Regions from separate parts of the Ovis aries genome. Here region 2 is linked to region 1. The links are chromatin contacts, called in public Hi-C maps. All regions are on one chromosome and are shown on one strand. Each heading gives the region's core, a stretch centred on a gene start, on an enhancer-like site or on the middle of the called end of the contact. The rest is flanking DNA. Distances are from core to core; before and after follow the strand shown. Region 1 holds the start of LOC101114365 (gamma-aminobutyric acid type A receptor subunit rho1). Region 2 holds the start of RNGTT (RNA guanylyltransferase and 5'-phosphatase).

Region 1 (3,375 bases), core at 640-3,139:
GCTCTCTCCATGTAGACCTCAGGGACGGAAAACTTGGGCTTTCTAGCTCACCGCATGCAGCCTTAGAGTGTGGCCCTTGACCTCATGGTTCAAGACAGTGGCAGGAGCTTGAGCCATCATTGTTTTTTCGATTTTTATTTTATTTTTTTTTTCTAGTCCTGCCACATAATATGTGGGATCCTAGTTTCCTGACCAGGGATCAAACCCGTGCCCCTTGCAGTGGAAGCATGGCATCTTAACCGCTGGACCATCAGCCATCATTTCTGCCACTGGAGAAGCAGGATGCTTAAGGGGATGAAGGGGAAAGGGAACATGCCTGTAATCTTTCAAGGAAAGTTCCAGGAGGCTGTCACACACTTCCCACTGGACAGAACTTGGTCCCTTGGCCACATCTACCTGCAAAGAATGCTGGGAAATGTATTTATTCTGAATAGGCATATACCTAACCCCCAAAGAGGAAATGCTGAAAGAAAGGGAAAACACAGAGTATAGGATAGAGCAGTTCCTGCCATACCACTGAATAGGGCACTCCCCTGTTTCCATGTGCTGTGCTGTGCCAAGTTGCTTCGGCTGTGTCTGACTGTGTGACGCTATGGACTGTAGCCTGCCAGGCTCTTCTGTCCATAGGATTCTTCAGGCAAGAACACTGGAATGGGTTGCCATGCCCTCCTCCATGGGATCTTCTGAAGCATCAGTGAAGAACTATAGGGAAGCTCCTCTCTAAGCACATGTATGGCTGATGCATCCGCTCTCCCTGCCTCTCACGCATACACCTTCCTCACCTTTCTGTTATATCTCAAGTGTGAAGCAGACAGTCAGAGAGAAACGGGTCTTTCTAATGTACTGTGGTAATGTCTAGAGCTTCAGTTACAACTAAGCTCAGGGAGACTTGGAATGTTTCTGAGCCTGGAAATAGGAGTGAGTCCCCATCGTTGTTTATTTTGGGAGAGGGAGGAGCTCTCCGTTTCCCACCAACTCTGCCAATTGGGAGAGAAAGCAGTGGGGTCAGGAAACCTAGGACAATTCTCCTTGCGGTAGACTGTGGAGTCCCAAAGATTCCGCTCCCACCAGCTGCCCCACTTGTTTGCTGATTGCTCCCTGAGCTGTTCTCTCCAGAGGGCAAGCTGGCCTGTAATCCCCACCCTCTAGAGGAAGTTTAATTACTACACCCAAGAGGGCAGGACATGGTCTCCTTAGTGATTCATCACCTTAGTTGTTTTCCCAGGCGCATGAAGGATTTGCACCAGTCACCCCCATTCTCACAACAATAGTGCCTTGTTTTGAGATATCTTGCTGGCTGAGGGGATGTAAATGTGACCACAGGGGAGAGGAGAGGTTCTTCTGAGTTTGAATATTTTTAAAAAATCTAGTCATAGGCTAATATTAGAACATATATATATATATATATAACACACAAGAACAATATCACAGTGTCATCAGATAGGTGGAGTTTACTGTTCTGGAGCATCTTTCTTAACTAAAGAAAAAAGACTACATTTAAAAACAACATTGTAAATTAACAATGGGTCCCTAAATGAGTCAGTAATCTGGACTGCTTGATTCAAGATACTGCTCACCTTACTGTTGTAGTGTCCAAGAACAAAGGAATCTTTTATTTTCTACCACATTATGCTGCTCTTGTCTATTGAATGTTAGTCAATAGTCTGTATGAATTGTTGTTGTTCAGCTCCTCAGTTGTGTCTGACTCTTTGCACCCCATGGACTGCAGCACTCCAGGCTTCCCTGTCCTTCACCGTCTCCCAGAGTTTGCTCAGACTCATGTCCATCGAGTCAGTGATGCCACCCAATCATCTTGTCTGCATGAACATGGGCATCTAAATAGTTGGCGTGCTTGTTACTGAGTCCAGGCTCGCGCTGCTTGCCTCAAGATGGGCCAGAGAATCCAAGACAAAGTGTTGGGACGAGGAAGGGACTTTATTCAGGACTCAGCTGACCAAGAAGATGGCAGGGTAGCGCCTCAAAAGCACCATCTTATTGGGGCCTGGTTGCCAGGTTCTTTTATGGATCAGAGATGGTGGGAGGGGGGAGGTAAGGAATCACAGTGAAAGGACTATTTAGTCCTTGCAAAGGTACCCTAGAATGGCAAACCTCAGGCAGGGGAATGTGTTAGTTTCACTTCCTTGCCGTCCTTTGAAAGTGGGCAGCTCAGGCCATCTCCCCGAGGCAGGCCATTATGTTTACCTGCAATAACAAAGGGGCTTCCTTCCTGGCTTAGTCAGTAAAGAATCTGCCAGCAGTGCAGGAGACTTCCTGCAGTATAGGAGACCAGGGTTCGCTCCCTGGGTCGGGAAGTTCCCCTGGAGAAGGAAATGGCAACCCACTCCAGTACTCTTGCCTGGAAAATTCCATGGACAGAGGAGCCTGGTGGGCTACAGTCCGTGGAGTCAAAAAGAGTCGGACACGACTGAGCAACTGAACCACCACCACAATAACAAAAGCAGCAAAATGAGGTTAAAGGTACAGAAGCAGATCCAGCATAAATTCAAAATTAGCCCTTCCCAATTATATGCCTGGTCATATCTGTATTTCTGGGAAAGTTGCTTTTTTTTACTGTAAAGATTTTTATGATGTTGACCATTTTAAGTCTTTTATTGAATTTATTACAATATTGCTTTTGTTTTCTGTTTTGTTTTTTTTGGCCAGGAGGCATGTGGGATCTTAGCTCCCCAACCAGGGATCAAACCTGTGCCTCTTGCAGTGGTGTTATGCCCAAGTTGCGAAATCTCCCAATGACCACCAGGGAGCTGATATCCGATGCAAAAGCAAGAGAGTTTTTATTACCAAGCTCGAGCTGGGGCTCCCACTGATACTGACACAGCGGCTGTAGGGAAGAGCCCTAAGCTCTGGGTTACATTGCTTATATAGGGTATTCTCGCGCGAAAAATTCGAAAAACGGGAGTCTCTGGGTCTGATTGGTCACCTTCTGGTGAAGGGTTAGGTGGTGAGTTCTGATTGGTTCTCGTTTCCCAGGCTGGCCACGGGTGCTGATTGGTTCCCATTTCCCGGGCTTGATTAGAATTTCCCAGGCTGGCCAAGGGTTCTGATTGGTTCATAGGTGGTGGGGTGAGGTCAGGGGATTTCCAAAGGCTCTTTTCCTAGAACCTTACAAAATGGAGTAGCTTAGATTCTTCAGTGGAAGGTGAAGTCTTAACCACTGGACCTCCAGGGAAGTCACTTCCCTTTTAATCATAACTGTATAACCACCTACAGCTGACAGCTTTTATTGAGATATGATTTACTTGCAGTAAAATGCACAGACTTTAAGTATCCAGTTCAATGAGTTTTAAAGTATTTCTGCTTAACCTGTTTTCCTATTAAGAGACGGAACATTTCTGACACTTCATGAAGCCCCTA
Region 2 (3,375 bases), core at 642-3,141, 210 kb after region 1:
AAGTCTTTTTCCTTTTTGTCAACAGGGAAAATTCAATCTTATTTACCCCTACTCTCACCTCTCTGCCGTTTTCCAAGAGGAAAAAGAGATGCCCATAGAGTGACCAACATGAGTCCTCCCTGGCTTTCTGGAACCACAAACACATTCTCATTAACATGTCTTGACTTCCTCTTTGCTCCAACTCCACTCTGCCAGCAGACACTAGAATTGGCCATCATCTAGGCAGATTGCTGGTTTGTAAGGCAACTGAGTCTTATCTTTTCCTGTTAGCAGAGGACTGTTACTTTCACTAAAAGGTCTCAACAGATATAACAGCCAGACAGACCAAGGGTGCCAACTAATTCAGGCTCTCTCAAACATAGACAGCCCCTTTCTATGGGGAGAATTCTGATCATATTGAGAGGGCCCAGGCATTTGGGAGCTGAGCAGTCCCACAAGTTTCTCACCAGCACTTTAACATCAGATCCCCAACCTCCAGGATCTAATGCCTGATGATCTAAGGTGGAGTCGGTGTCATAATAATAGAAATAAAAGTGCACAATGAATGAAATGTGCTTGAATCATCCTGAAACCAACCCCCTCTCCCCAGCCTGGTTCGTGGAAAAACTGTCTCTCATGAAATTGGTCAAAAAGGTTGAGGACCAGTGCTTTAACACGCATTCCCTGCCCTGTCCCAAACCGCATTCTCTTGCAGTTCAAATACAGCACTGATATTTAAAACCAACCTGTTAACACTATAATTAACTTGCCGGCATCCAGCTTTATATTTAATACTTTAACTAAATTAGTCTGGTAGCCATAGAAAGTCTTATTACAGGACAGTTTATAAAATGAGCTCCCAATCGCCTGGAATTGGAAGATGCTTCCAATTTGGTAAGCCAAATTGAGAACACTGCCGCGTAGCGGTACTCCACTGAGCAATTCCTGCCTTTGCTAATTACACACATTAGTTGGTAACTTTCAGACTCCCAAATACACTATAAAACTGCTCCAGAAATGTAGAAACAAAACTCATAAAGCACGGTTTGGGGTTAATTTCAGATGCTTCATGGATCCCTAGAAACACATCCCCAAAGAGAAATCCCTCATTTCTGGTGCTCCAATCTCTCGCCCTTAGATTTTCTCTAAAGCTTGTTCCGCTAATCCAAGTCAGGAAGAACTTTTCAAATTCCCAATCAAATCCAGATCCTGCCGAAACGCCAAACTTGGCCGAAAAATGGGCGATCAGACTCTTGGGGTATGAAGGCAGCGGGAAAGCCCCTTTCGTCAGTAAAACAGATAGATGCCTTAACGAAATCTGCGGACCACTCTACGCCTGGAAAGAGGCTTGGTTTCATTCTCCAGGGTTTCCATCGGCTGTCGAGACAGAAATGTAAAGAACGGTAGTTCTGCGGTATCTCGTACTATGGCAGCAGCTGCTGCTGCTGCTAAGTCACTTCAGTCGTGTCCGACTCTGTGCGACCCCATAGACGGCAGCCCACCAGGCTCCTCCGTCCCTGGGATTCTCCAGGCAAGAACACTGGAGTGGGTTGCCATTTCCTTCTCCAATGCATGAAAGGGAAAAGTGAAAGTGAAGTCGCTCGGTCGTGTCTGACTCTTAGCGACCCCATGGACTGCAGCCTACCAGGCTCCTCCGTCCATGAGATTTTCCAGGCAAGAGTATCGGAGCAGGGTGCCTTCTCCCACTATAGCAGCCGAGCCTGTGCAAAGCCGCCCACAGAGCCCTCCGAGATCTGGGCGGGGCGGGGCGAGGGAAGACCCGCCCCTTCCATTCGCCTTGGCCTTAACTCCTTCCCATCCCTCCGCCAGCTTCTCTTTTTCACCTCTGACCTCGGAAAGAAGTGGGTGGGGCCTTTGGGGGCGGAAGTGGCGGTGCATTGTGGGCTCGTCTAGAGTTGAGCCTGAATGGAAGTGGCGCGCCGCCGCTGACATTACCGCGTCCGAGCGGCTAGGGTTCGGACGCCGTCCGGGATTCGGGTACCTCAGACCTCCGGTTCAGAGCGGACCGCGAGGAGGCGGCCGCTAGGCCGAGCGTTGGTGGAGGGGCGACTGTGCGCGGCCCCAAGACATGGCTCACAACAAGATCCCGCCGCGGTGGCTAAACTGTCCGCGGCGCGGCCAGCCGGTGGCAGGTAACCGGGACTGGGGTGTTCGAGTCCCCGCGCACGGGCGGGTCCGGGGGTGGGCTGAGGAGGTGCAGCTTTCGGTAGTGGTGTTTCAGGACCGAGATGCGCTTGGTCCGATGAAGCTTCGTGGATGAATATTTGGGAACCTGGACTGGAGGGAATAGGGGCACTTGTCATTCTTCAGTAAGGCTAAATGTTGCGAACAGGAAGGTAGATAGGCGGTTTCTGTGTGGCAGGAACTGAGGACACAAGAACTCGAGGGGCAGTACTTTGAAGCTTAGTCAAGAGTTTTGTAAACCTTTCAGGGTTCTCGGAAGGGTGTGGGTCTTGAGATGAAGGAGGGCTTAAGAGGAGGAAGGGCAGTTCCCAGTGGTGAAATTGATCCACACCGAGACTGGAGGTTTTTGTTTTGCTTAGTTTTAAAAAATCTTGTCTTTGTTTTTTTAAGAATGACTTTTGAGGACTTTTTCATCTTTGAGTTTGACCCAACAGACTTTAAATTTAAAGTGTACAGTTGGATAAATTTTGACTCCCGCATACCCCCTATGAAACACAAGAATGAAACACAGGATAGTGAACATAATCATCACCTCTTCAGGTTTCCTCCAGCCCTTGATAATCCCTCTCTCTGCAGGCAACCGGTGATCTGCTCTCTGTCACTATAGATTTAGTTTGCGTTTTGTATAATTTTTAAAATAAATGGAAACATACTCTCTTTCGGGGACTATCTCTGGCATCTTTCACTCAGCATTATTATTTTGAGATTTATATGTGTGCTTGTGTGTGTCATTAACTCATCCCTTATTACTGCCAAGTAGTAGTCTATTGTTACAGCTACACCAGTTTAAATTAGATTTGTTTATTCATTCATTCATTGATGGTCCTTTGGGTTTTCAGTTTCTGGCTGTTGCATACTAACTTACTATGAACATTCCTGTGCAGTTCTTTGTATGGGCATATGTTTTCTTTTCCCCTGTGTAAATCTTTAGGAGAGGGATGGATCATACAGTAGGTGTACATTTAACCTTTCAAAAAACTGCCAAACTCTTTTCAAAGTCCTAACATTTTGCATTCCTGCCTATCTGTATGAGGATTCTTCTTTGCTCCATATCCTAACACTTAATTTGGTCAGTCTTTTTAATATTACCCATTCTTTACCAACTGAGCTCTTAGGGTAGCCCCAATAGGGGCTTAGTACTGTCTTATTGTGGTTTGATGTTGAGCATCTTTTCATGTGCTTCTTGGCAGT

What was found. A called contact is a pair of places that touch in the nucleus more often than the background predicts.
Region 2: a contact with region 1 is called in a Hi-C map of skin fibroblasts, with 2.1 times the contacts expected there. The contact joins the promoter of RNGTT here to the promoter of LOC101114365 in region 1. A contact is called at or near these places in 7 of 16 Hi-C or Micro-C datasets (blood, liver, muscle and 4 more).

Annotation. Positions count from the first base shown.
Region 1 is chr8:48,264,656-48,268,030 of ARS-UI_Ramb_v3.0, forward strand. It overlaps LOC101114365 (gamma-aminobutyric acid type A receptor subunit rho1), which reads left to right and starts at 1,890. Exons shown (of 10, transcript XM_027972716.3): 1 at 1,890-1,970. The coding sequence starts at 1,890.
Region 2 is chr8:48,472,890-48,476,264 of ARS-UI_Ramb_v3.0, forward strand. It overlaps RNGTT (RNA guanylyltransferase and 5'-phosphatase), which reads left to right and starts at 1,892. Exons shown (of 16, transcript XM_027972440.3): 1 at 1,892-2,132. The coding sequence starts at 2,069.